Regions from separate parts of the Mus musculus genome. Here region 1 is linked to region 2. The links are chromatin contacts, called in public promoter capture Hi-C maps. All regions are on one chromosome and are shown on one strand. The core of a region is the stretch at or near the end of the contact, and the rest is flanking DNA. Distances in the headings are between cores, read along the strand shown. Region 1 overlaps Stx6 (syntaxin 6). Region 2 overlaps Gm41980 (a long non-coding RNA gene).

The links. Capture Hi-C pulls out chosen DNA fragments and counts their contacts.
Region 1: a promoter capture Hi-C map of pancreatic islet shows a contact between it and region 2. The contact joins two enhancer-like sites. A contact is called at or near these places in 1 of 15 datasets of contacts at CTCF or cohesin (CD8 T cells), 12 of 484 Hi-C or Micro-C datasets (the AtT-20 cell line, Th1 cells, Th2 cells and 8 more), 15 of 115 datasets of contacts at active chromatin or transcription factors (the 230-238 cell line, CD8 T cells, the HPC-7 cell line and 10 more) and 3 of 9 other capture datasets (adipose tissue, liver and pancreatic islet).

The regions. Positions count from the first base shown.
Region 1 is chr1:155,190,179-155,196,695 of GRCm38.p6, reverse strand. Stx6 (syntaxin 6) reads right to left here. Exons shown (of 8, transcript NM_021433.3): 5 at 5,142-5,267; 6 at 3,371-3,477. Among named protein-coding and RNA genes, the nearest start is that of Stx6, 35 kb to the right of the region's middle. Within about 2 kb of position 4,850, at least 11 of the 459 cell types and tissues checked have an H3K27ac peak or open chromatin away from gene starts, as enhancers often do. A contact at or near this core is called in pancreatic islet, where this site is marked.
Region 2 is chr1:155,046,954-155,053,193 of GRCm38.p6, reverse strand. All of the region lies in intron 2 of Gm41980 (a long non-coding RNA gene), which reads left to right. Gm41979 (a long non-coding RNA gene) reads left to right here and starts at 5,327. Exons shown (of 3, transcript XR_878637.3): 1 at 5,327-5,625. Within about 2 kb of position 1,908, at least 166 of the 459 cell types and tissues checked have an H3K27ac peak or open chromatin away from gene starts, as enhancers often do. A contact at or near this core is called in pancreatic islet, where this site is marked.

The sequences.
Region 1 (6,517 bases), core at 3,601-6,100, 140 kb before region 2:
TTCTGCCTTATTATAAGTTAAAAGCCAGAGGCTTGACATCCCTGATGGTGTATGGGGTAGGGTGGGGAAGGGGTAGGGTTGGGATGTGCGCTTTCTTTCTCTCTCTCTCTCTCTCTCTCTCTCTCTCTCTCTCTCTCTCTCTCTCTCTCTCTCGCTTGCTCGCTCTCAGAAAGCAAGAGGGAGAGAGTGTATAATGGATGCATCATTGCTGCATAAAAGCAGTGTTTCTCCAAGGAGAACTGGAGAATCAGCTCAGGAGGCCCCTGTTATTTGCCATCCAACATGCTGCTGGAAACAGCACTGAATACTGTATTTGTATTCTAGCAACCTTTATTTCATAAATTACTATACATTCCAGATTTCAGCTTCTGTCTAGTACATGATTAGTTTGAGGCTAAAATTAATACACCAATTAGTACCACAGCCTTCCTACAAAGACCTTATTTACTTTGACAGTGTCACTGGCAGCTATAAACCACTGCTCTGGGTGTGAGCCCACAAAGGAAACATGACAGTCCTTCAGTATCTGGAACTACCAAATCCTCGTTAAGTTAACTACCACAGTCCACACTGACAACGAAGTAAATAAATCTTTGTTCTATACTTGAGTTTTCAAATTAAAAAATGTTTAGTTCATCTCAGATCCTGGCAGCACTTTGGTCCTGTTGCTGGCAGGCATCTCCAGGCCGAGCACTGAAAACCAAGGGCTACTTGTGTGTGCTGGGCGTACCTTTTCTTACTAAAGATAAAACAAGGCATGCCAATCAATCCTGAGCCAAGCACAGCCACACCAAGCTTCTGCCCAGCAGAGAGACATACAGGTCACAAATGCCTTTTTGCATTTTTTCGACACTGTGCTTTCTAAAAGGTTTTAAAATTTGAGCCAGGATCTCAAATGCAGTCCAGGCTGGCCTTGAACTTACAAGGATGACCCTGACCTTCTGACCATCCTGCTTCCACCCACCAACTGTGGGTAGAAGCCACCAAACCTGCTACTGCTGGGGACTGTATGCAGGCAAATGCTACACCAACTGGCCTCTGAAATTAATTTTTAGCTATATTTTATCTATGCTACTATATCTGAGTTATCCCTTCAACATGAAATATAAAGATGATTGATAAACTCTCCTGCCCCTTTGCTCCAGACTCCAGGACTCCCATTCTGCTCACAGCCCATTTGAGTTCACTGGCCACATTCCATGCTCAGTAGCCACATGAGGCTGGCGCTATTCTCCTAGACAGCATATGTAGCAGTTCAAGGCCCATATTTCTTCCCTTCTATTTTTACCAGAAGGATCAATACCTAATTTAAAGAGCAAAACCGTCCTGCAGGGATGTTATGGTAAACCACAGTTCTCTTCCGTTACCTGTGTGTTCCTGTCAGTTCAGCTTCTTCTGGTCCTTTCTCCTCTTGTGAAGTAGCTTGCTTGTATCTTATGATGCGGACTTTAGTCCTCAGACTTGATGGTACAGAACTATCACATTAGGATTTAGCCCTAGACCACGTGATTCCCACCTGTCCCCTCCTTCCCACTTCTCTGATATATATATTTGTAGTTGTGTCATAGTTTGGTTAGGTCAATATTCAACATTAACATTACACCATCTGAGTACAGGCTAGTCACACTGAGAGGTCTGTGGTGGGAGGCACACTGCCTCACGTTTGCTCCCCTCTGGCTCAGGGGTCAGCTTTCTTAGGCCTACTGAGCCCATCACCTGCCTGCTTTCTGTAAGCTAAACTGGTATAACTCCTGTTTCCTGTTTTATGTTCTCCAGAGGTTTTTATCTTTGCAAAACCATTCCTGTTGCTGCTGTGCTAGCTTTGAGGGGATGGAGATAGACCATCATCATTGCAGCATCTTTAACTAGGTGGATCTCAGGCTGCCTTTCTTTTCAAGCTGCCTCACCAATAAAGTAGCTGAAGCCCTTCCTTCCATTTTAAATAGAAACTCACCCAGTGTTTGGGTTCCAGTTACTCTAGATCCTCACCTGGCATAGCCACCTGGATCCACTCTGCTAAATCATCTAAAACCCAGCACCTGCTCACGGCATCACTCCAAACACTACCTCCCTGCCTTTCCTCCATACTGAAAAGGAAAGTCCCGCCTCCTCATCATACTGACAGGCCACACCTGCTATGCTCTGACTCCCTCTCAGGACTTCTGCTCCCCCTTCCCCATGGCAGACACTGAAAACCATGTTGTGTGTGTGTACACTTGCCCCGACTCTCTCAGGTGCTTCCTCCCTCCTACACACACTGCTACACACATCTCTGCAGAGTCACTGGCTCTCTTGCCCCCAGGTTTCAGCTGACCAGGGCTCTCCAGCTGGCTGAACTGGCCTATCGCAGTGACAGTGGCTCTTTCCCCACTGCCACCGTGGGACTACTTCCCTTCATGTGTACAATATGTGCTATGCCTGGGAAGCAGCAAGCATTCTGAATGGCAGGCAGTGTCTATCTTGCTCACTCCTATATCCCCAGGGCCTTGACAACCTGGTGCGGAACACGTGCCCAGGAAGAACTGATAATGAGCATATGTAACAGTGAACATTAAGAAACATCCAGGTGTACACCCCCACTCACCCGGGGAAAAAGTAGAATGGTGTATTATACAGCAGCTGTATAAAAAAAGCTGTCTGTGCATTTCATACTTGAGTGTAAGAGACAGGTTCTTCAGCAAAAACAATTTTGAAGAGTTATGTTTTGCCTCTTTTTTTTTTTTAAGATTTACTTATTTACTTTATGTATATGAGTACACTGTGGCTGTCTTCAGACACACCAGAAGAGGGTGTTGGATTCCACTGCAGGCGGTTTTGAGCCACCATGTGGTTGCTGGGCATTGAACTCAGGACCTCTGGAAGAGCAGCCAGTGATCTTAACCTCAGAGCCATCTCTCTAGTCCATGTTTTGCTTTTTTTTATTCCTTTGTTTTGAGAGGGAAGATTGTTTTTGCTAATTACAATTAAATTTGAATGTTCTTTTGTAAGACAGGACTTATGTTAATGTAGTGGGTACTGGGATGGATGACAGCTGGGAGTCCTAACACCACCTTCAGGCCCATCCTCCTCTTCAGGGCACTGTCTCCAGAGGGCATGGCTCTATCTGCTTCCCATTCCTAACTATGCCTCAAGAGTCTGCTCAGAGAACTTAGTGTGTCGTTTAAAGGGTTTTAAAACTAACAGCTTTGCCTAAACCACAGTTGTGAATTTTATCTGGGATTTGCTTCTTTGGGGGAGCTACTCCGTGCAACAAAGTCCAAACTGCAACCACACATTATGCAGCTTCTCTCTTTAGCAGCCACGTACTTCACTGCTAGGCTTTCAGGGTCTCAGTCAGCGTCACTGCTGCTCAGGGCATCTCACTACTCACACGGCCTGTTCCTCCAGCTCCCCTCCGATGCGCTGCGACATGTTCTTCAGCACCCCGATGCTGCCAGAGACCAGCTCCAACTGCTCATCCTGCTGTTCCACAATCAACTGGTGCCAGAGGAACGGAAATAAGCAATTAAAATCCATCTTACCTGGTTCCAAGCCCGGCACTCCAGCAGCTGCTAGTTTCTTTGCCAGCTTGGGACAATTCACATTCAAAAGCAAAGCCCAGAAATCAAAGCAGCAGACCACTGCCTCTGAGAACACACTGCTCCAAAGCCTGGACTGTCAAGCTACTGCTATCCCCTGCTGATCCAACAGTGAGCCGTCAGCGGGGCTTGAAACCACCAAGAGAGATTTACTCTGCTTGGCTGAGGTCCAACGAGGGAACGGAAAACGGCCAATGCACACAAGCATATGACCACCACATCAGGGGCTGGTTAGGAAGAGGAAGCCCACCGCCAAGATCAAGGTCTCCGTCCACAACAGATGGTCACAGTGTCAGTGAAAGACAGCCTAGCAGATCTCTGGATGTGGGAGGACTGCATAGAGTCCTTTTCTTCTTCCAGGACAGTAAGTTACCTCAAAGACAACTGTTGGCTGACAAAGACACACTTTCAGTTGTGCTGTGGTTCCCTTACTCTCTATCTCAAACTTTGCTTCATTATAACATCTTGAGAGCAAACAACTAGTTAGGCCAACATGATAACATAAAAAGAACAAAGGAACACACCGCCTACATATAAGCATAAAACACAGTATTTATGAACCAAAGTTTAACGGACAGCTGATTCTCACATCCTGATCTATAATGTCATCGTTAGCCTGCTTTTACTAGCATAGCTGTTGGTAAAGGCAACACCACCAGCTGGCGTGGTTGGCTCAGCCCTACAATCTCAACCCTCAGGAAGCTGGGGCAGAATGATTATGAGTTCGAGGCCAGCCTGGACTACATAGCATGACTCTGGCTCAATAAAACCACATCAATAAACTCATAAATAAATGAATGCAACAACATGGAGATAATTCAGTTCACTTTCCTTCAATGTCTCAACCTTTATCAAAGCAACTGTTTTTATGTAGAATGAAACAAATTAACAAATTTTTTTTTTTTTTTGGTTTTTTAAGACAGGGTTTCTCTGTGTAGCCCTGGCTGTCCTGGAACTCACTTTGTAGACCAGGTTGGCCTCGAACTCAGAAATCCGCCTGCCTCTGCCTCCCGAGTGCTGGGATTAAAGGCGTGCACCACCACGCTCAGCAAATTAACAACTTTCAATGGATGAAACAAGAACTCGAGTGTTTCTGAAAGTATCTTTGTTAAAATGGACAAAAGGCTAAATGTACAAATAAGAAACTGGGGAAGAAGGAATGTTTTCCTTTTAAAAATCCTTGGCTTTAGCTGGGGCACGGCTGCATGCAGAAGGCACAAGCAGGCTAATCTCCAGGAGTTGGAGGTCAGCCAACCAACCACAGCTACACAGCTCAAGAACCCATCTCAGAACAACAGCAACAAAACCAAAGCCTGCACAAATCCTTGGCCTTGTTGGTTTAGATGTCAGCTCTGCTTTTCCTGAAGTCTGATCAAGTGGTTCTTTGGGACACCATGCTTTCAAGATTTTAAATGGTGTATACAATCATTACACACCTGACAACCCAGCATACGGCAGCTGGGTCTAAGCTGCTTGTCTTTAGGTAATAAGCTTGTGGCTATCAGAGAGTCAGGGGAGGCGCCCTCCTGCCACCTCCTTGCTTGACCAGCTGTTCTCAGGTACCTGCTGCTGTGCCTGCTGCTCCTCGATGAAGTGGGAGTTGGCTAGCTGCAGCTCCCGGTCAAGGCGCCCATAGCGATCTGCCACTCCAGCATTCCAGCTCTGGCTGCTGCTGTCTCCTAGGAGTGCCTGTGTGAGCAGGGACAACCAATCAGGAGGAACACCAGGAGCCACTACTGACCAAGCCAAGCAGCCCTCGAACCTGGATCAGGCTCTGATATGGGCATGCAGGATGGTGCCTGGTAGATGGTTTGAGGAACACCAGCAAGGTATATTCAAGATCTCCCGATGAGTCTCACAGATCGATGCTACTCCTAAGGAGAATGGCTGGGGGAAGATGAGAGGGAGCAGTGGAGAGCAGAGTTAGGGCGGGCTGGCTAAGGTTTGTTTAAGTGGGTACCAAAGGCCCTTGGGGTAAAGGCCACCTTAGCCACTTGCTGGCTTCTTTGAAGGGTTCAAGGCAGATGGGATAAGCTGGCCGATAGCTTTTCCCAACTATAGCTCAAAAAAAAAAAAAAAAAAAAAGAATGAGAGGGGGGAGATAAGTAAGAACAATGAAAACAACAAAACAAACCCAAGCAAACAAGAAAAACACACAAATCAGAACTTAAATTCAAAGTTTAAGTTCCAGATGACCAGATGACAGCTGCTCATCTTTTAAGGATTATATTTTAACAATTAGAAAGGAGTTTCCACTTTATTCGTTTTAATTATGTGTTAGTGTGTGGTGTCTGTATGTGGGTCTGTACATGTGAATGAAGGCAATGGATCCCCTGGAGTTAGGGTTACAGGCAGCTGTGAGTGCCTGATAAGGATGCTGAAAGATGAATTCGGGTCTCCATCCTCTGGAAGAGCAGCAAGTGCTTGTAACTGCAGAGCCATCTCCAGCTTGGAAGAGTTTCTTTCATAAAAAGAACCAGGCAAGGTGGTTCATATCTGTAATCCCAGCACCCAGAAAGCTAGGGCAGGAAGATTTTTATTTTTAGTTTCAGGACAACCTGGGCTACATAGGCCAGCCATAGCTACATGAATAGCAAAACCTTGTCTCAAAGTAAAAACAATTCCTTCCCCCAAACCATGCTTTCGGGAATGGTGGCACACGCCTTTAATCCTTGCACTAGGGACGCAGAGGCAGGTGGATCTCTGAGTTCAAGGCCAGCCTGATCTCTACATAGAGAATTCCAGGACAGCCATGGCTGTGTAGGGAGACTGTCACAAACAAATAAATAAATTTGAAACATGTTAAAGATTCCTCAAATGTCTGCATCAATTTCATTCATGTGTTTAATTTTGAGATAGAGTTTTACTATACATCCCAGGCCAGAGCTAAGTTTACATTATGTGGACCCAGATTGGCCTTAGATGTATGAGCAACCACC
Region 2 (6,240 bases), core at 659-3,158:
GAAAAGAACTGTAAATCCATTGGCATTCACATATGCTAATGAATGCCCGGATAGAAAGCACAGGGATGCCTGCACACTTCAGCAGTGTGACCTTGGTGCCACAAGATGGGATGACAAACGAATAAAGCCCGAGTCCCAACAGCTAACTTAGAAGCGCATTCCTGAGCAGACAAGCAGAGGTCTGGAAGAGAAAAGAATGCAGCTGTGTGGAGGGGCTAAGGGTGAGAAGGAAGAATGGATGAGCAGGAGGCAAAAGCATCCAGCCCTTGGAGATTCTGCCTTGGGAAACGATGCGAAAGAAGTGAAATTACTTCCGAGATAGGAAAACAATCCGTTTTCACTCTCAGGAATCAAGTTACCCCTCCTTCACTGACTCAATGGGCTGGCTGTGGTTTCAGGAGAGCCCCAGACAGTCTAGAACAAAGACGTCTTGCTCAGCTTTGCATTTCAAACTTGATTCCCCCCTCCCACCCTGCCCGCTCCCTAGCTAGTGAATGCTTAATATTCTCAGAGCCTGGGTGCTGAGAGAGAGAGAGAGAGAGAGAGAGAGAGAGAGAGAGAGAGAGAGAGAGAGAGAGAAGGCTTCCCATTTTTCAAGGAGATCCTTTGTCTCTATCTAGAAGTGCAGCTTGGGCACTTGAGAGAGCATAAAGCAAAGCGTTCAGTCTCAGCACTGAGAAGAGTTAATTCAGGAAGAAAGGAGCTTAGGCCCCGAGGATAGAAGACTGGAAAACCTGGCAGGAGGCTCAGAAGACACGAGGAGGAAGGTGCCATGGGCCCTACCTGCTACCCAGAGCCTCAGGGTGGAATGTCAAGGGGGTAGTAACAGCCCTTCACAGGAAGTAGGAAGTTGAGAGGCTATGCTCCACTTCACATATGGGTCTCTGTGACTCCCTCCATGTCTTTCCATAGCAGCCTAACACTTTGGAAACACAAGCAAATTGTGCTTCAGCAGAGAAAAGGGCTTTGCTTTCCTGTAGCTTGCCTCAGACTAAACTTTCCAAGTGGTCTCTGGAAATACATAAGGAGGCTGGGTGTGAGGAGTCAGGACTCTGTCATGAGCTTATTGGGCCAGGGGGAGCCCTTGGCAGCATTTCCAAGTGGAGATCCAGAGCTGGGTCCTGAGGGAAGATAGGGCTGAGCTCAAGGAGTCTGGTGACAGGGAGCAGCTAGCCAGCCAGGAACATTTGTTAGGCATTGTCTGCACGCTGGGAACAAGTCATGTGTGTCCCAAACCCAGCTGGACAAGCCGCAGGCGAGGATGTGGCTCCGGGACAGCATGTGAGACGGGCATTTAAGGGCTTTCATTCACGATAAGGTCAAACAATCCCACGGCATACTGAGTGTGATCTGGTCCGGTTCTCCTGTGAGCTGGTTGGCTGGCTTCTGAAGGTGGTGCTGCTGCTTCAGTTCATCACAGCTCATTGGAGCCGCACTTGGAGGTTGAACAGACAAAAACAGACCTCACACAGAGACACAGCGGTGAGAAAAATCCACAGAGGAGTAAATAGAGAGACCTGAGAATGCAGTCTGGAGAAAGGGCATTTGGGGTGACACCAGTCCTTTATGGCTCCCAAGAGCAGAGACAGTTCATGGACCATATAGGGACATTTAATCTCCAGTTCTAGCAAGCTGTCTACTGATCTGAAGCTAGCACATGCTGAACCAGGAGACTTCCTGGATTTGGTACCTCCAAGCAGAAGCCAGGACGCTGTGTAGGAGACTTGGGCATCTGTTTTGGTCACAAATCTGGACAACCTTCAAGTCCCCAACCCACTTACCCTCACCTTAAGACTTGATGACTGCCGAGTGAAATTCTAATTTTACACTTGCTGACTCAGAGGCAGAGGAGGATCTAGCTTTGAGTCAGAGCACCCATGTGGAAAGACCTCACTTCTTGGAGCTGGCTTCGAGCGTGGCTCTACCACTCACCAGCTGGGTGCCCTGGACAACTCCCTTCACCTCTCAGATCATGGTGTTCTGGTTTGTAGGATGGAGATGTTTGCCCAGGGTTAGGTTAGCACTTAGAACATCAATATAATAAAAGGTTAAGATGTGGCAGATTGTGTGAGAACTAGAGGAGCTTCACCATGCTATAAAACCACGGGACTACCCACGGGGCTTGTTTTCTTATTCATCAGAGCAGATGATAGTGTGAGAACATTCAGTTTAACACAAAGGCAAGGCAGATGCTGATGTAGGGTGGACGGGTTCTACCTTGAGTTGTCATAATAGAGAAGCGGCTTGGGGAGGGCACTTAGGACTCAGCTGGAGCAGCAGCGGCCAGGAGGAAGTTCTCACTAAGGCAAGATGGTCTCCTTTTGCTCTGTTCTCGAGCGTCTAGTTCAGCTGTGGAGATATTTTCACTCTTTAGCGAAGACAGTGGTCCATATCTGCCGACCCCTAGGTGACATCCAATTTGGACCAACTTGTGGCTGTGAAGTGGTCACAATTGAAGGTTTCAGTTTGTCTCAGCCTTAGCCTGCTCTTACACGTATTCTCCTAGCCTCGGCTTCATCTGGCTTAGCCCTTTCCCGTTTCTTGCATCCCAGCCTTGTCCCTGTGAGCCAGCTCCTGGTTCACAAGGAGGAAAGAAAGATTTCTGCCTCTCCCCAGGACCCTTGGTTGGTCAGCTGGGGTTGCTGGTGGGGTTGCTGAACAAGGCAGGCAGCCCCACATGGCGTGGTTGTGGGCAAGAAGCTGATCTGCACTGTGTGGGGGTGGGGACTGACGAGAACAGGCCCACAGTCCTGCCCCCCCCCCCTGCCTTCTGGCTGGAGGAAGTGAGTCCAGCCTGGGGCCTCAGCAGCTGAATCAGTGGTTCTTGGAAGGTGATGATGTCACCGTGACATGGCTGTTCCCCTCCCCCAGTCAAAGTCAAAAGGAGAGTGAGCGACACAAGTTTCTCAGGCAGAGGCCTGAAGCTCTTAGGGAAGTCTGTGTTCACAGTCTGTGCTGGTCCCTTGATGCTACCTTGGTAGCCATTGTCATCCTTGGACTTCCGCTCTTCTCACCCTTGTCCTTTTCATCATCCTGTGTGCTGGAATTCTGGGAAAATATTGATGATATTTTCTTTTCTTTTTTGGGGGAGTGGGGGGGAGGGGACGGGCGTGTCTAATGTTTTCCAGATTGGCATGGACTAGCTGAGAAATTGAGGATGACTTTTTATTTTATTTTATTTTTATTTCATGTTTTGCCTGCTTTTATGTTTCTGAGGGTGTTGGGTCCCCTGGAACTGTGAGCTGCCCTGTGGGTGCTGGGAAGTGAACTCAGGTCCTCTGGAAAAGCAGCCAGTGCTCTTAACTACTGAGCCATCTCTCCAGTTCCCTGTGGATGACAGTTTCTAATCCTCCTGCCTCTACTGGAGTGCTAGGGTTTATGGACGTGACCACATGCTGGGGAGAGAACTCTTGGGTGGTACATGCTCAGCAAGCAGTTACCAACAGATCTACACTGGCAGCCCATCTTGATGATTTTAACCGTTTCCTGTCTTTGTTCTCCCATATGAATAGATGCACAAATCATAGAATATCATCTTGTCTGGCCAGGTGTGGTGGACTTTTTGGGATACAGAACTATCATGTCCTCTTAAAGACAGCATGTGAAAATGTATGCCTCATTTCCAGTTTCACATCTTTGCCTTTAAAAAAAAATTAATCACTTCTTACTGTTAGGGGCCGTGTCTCACTGGGCTGAGTGGGGAAATGCTAAGCTGCCATCTTTCCCCTGTCAAGGGCTCCCCCATTACCTCACTACCTCATGGTTGGGAACGTGGTGAGAGACTGGAGATGGATAATTTTCTCTTCTTAGGTGTCAGCTGCTGTAATGAAAGCCAACAGCATTCTACTGTGAGGCTCTGGGGGAACCCAGCTGGGCTGGCTAGGCCAGGGATTCCCTAAAAACAAAACAAAAACAACACCCAGTCTTCCTGGAGACCTTGTGTTAGACTCACTTGGGATAAAACGGGGCCTTTTGTCAGTTGGCTTCTGCTTCTCCAGACCAACCTTGATGGTACAGGGAGCCCTGGCAATGCCTTACACTGCCCGATGCTGCCCCCTGCAGGTGCATTGCCGACAGGGTCCCGCTGTCTCCCTTGGCCAAATGGTGGCTCTTCATCACCTGAAGTTGTCAGAGCAGTTAATAGAGCATGAACAGGAAGAAAATTAGGCTTTTCTGAGTGAACTAGGACACTGAGATAAATAGCGGAGGCATTGAGGATGATGGATGGATGTTCAAGCTTCAAATAATTTGACGTAGCAGGGATAACAGAAGGTGAGGACCAAAGTTTAGATCAAGGATCAGGGCAACTCAAGGCATGGCTGGTTTGAACTCCTGTTCAGTGCACGATGGAGAGGGTCCTAGACAATTGCGCAAGGTCATGAAGCTGGCAGATGATGGACATGGATGTGAACTCTGAGACTCTTCAGTGCTATTGTCACACTTGTGACATTTGGTGTTCGCACAGCTCCTAGCTAAGAGGTTGTCTTACTTTTATTTCTGTTGCGGGGACAAAGTGCTCTGACAGAAAGCAACTTAGGGGTGAAAGGGTTTCTTTCAAGTTCACAATTCTAGGTTCCAGTCCAGCATAGCAGGGAAGTCAAGGCAATAAGGAGCTTAGTAAGATAGCAAGTCACATCATCTCCACACTCAGGCATGCTTGCAACGCTGTTCATTTTCTCTACTTAGATACAGTCCAGGACTCAAACCTACGGAATGGTTCCACCCACAGTGGGCTGGGTCTTCTACATTTTACAACAATCAACACAGTTCCCTGCAGACAGTCCCACAAACTCTCTTACCAGGTTCCTAGATTGTGTTAAGTTGACAATTAAACTGACCAGAGGTCAAGATGCCTTGCAGGGAAGTCCCTTTATGGACTAGGTACTTGGGAATGAAGGTGAACTTTCAATAGGTAAATGAATGAAGAGATTTTTAGCTGTGGCCTCTGTAATGTAGTTTGAGGGATGCTGGGAAAATCTTTCCAACTTTCTCATCGTCTTGGCCTGAAGTGACACTATAGGAGAGACATTCTTTTGAGTAGGGTCGACTAAGTGGAGAGACTGATATTCAATCGTTATGCTTTTGTAATAACCTCTGTCTAAAAGGCCCTTCTAAAGGCCAGCATTTAACTGGCCATGGGAGCCCACCCAGTCTATGGCTGATGTGGTATCTATGTCTCCCCCATACACTTCTTCCTTTAGTCTCATGGGGTCCTCTTCAGCTTGCTCCTGGTTCTGGGTCTTCACTATAATCAAACCTCAGGTCAGTGGCAAAGTCAACATTTTAGCTGCAAAATCAGAAATGAGTATTTTCTCCTAAAATCCTCCTGGACCTTGCTTTAAAAAAAAGTGAAGATTCTTTAGAATTTGTCTCGCTTTATGTCCACCTGTCTGTCCATCCCCAACTCTCCCTAGCCTCTTCCCTGTATCTTCCTCCATCAACCTCTTCCTTCCAACAATTCAACCTTATGTAGGATTTGTTTGCTTTGTTACCCAGCAGGCATTTCCACATCCCCCTGCTTCCTTACTCACAACCCCCTAGGACAGGCCCACTACCTCTTTAGTGGACAATTCATCCTTCTCAACGAAGCCCCCGTTACTCCTACCGGCAACCTCCAAGACACGGGTAAGCGTTATAGCTTGGTGTTCCCTCCCCCGCTACGCTTGGAGGTCTATGTACGAATGAATGGGTAAACAAAATCAGCTGATGAGTGCCTTCTCCAGTGTCAAGGGGGTGTTGCTCTTGAAATACATATGAACCAAACCGGGCCTGTGTTTTCAAGTGTTGCTATGCATCAAATGTGTGATGTGCGCACAGGTGGGATATGCCAGCTCTGCTAAGAGATACATCTTGAACTGATATGAGCAGACGAGTTTCAGAACACTGTCATGGAGACAAATGAGTGCTCAGGCAGCAGGGTACCACTTAGGCTTTGACAGACATTGCAGAGAATGGGCTCACACGCACCTTTCTTGTTAAAAACAAAACAAAACAAAAACCAAAACCAAACCTTCCAACCTAATGGGAAGAGTGCTTCAAGATAGATCAGAACCTTAATCCCCAATGAACAACAACAACAACAACAAACCCTTCATGTTTGAAACAGGATGTAGTGGGCCAAGAACAAATTCTTTTTTTTTTTTTTTTTTTTAATGTGTGAGTATACTGTTGAGCTTTTCAGACACACCAGAAGAGGTCATCAGATCCCATTACAGATGGTTGGGAGCCACCATGTGGTTG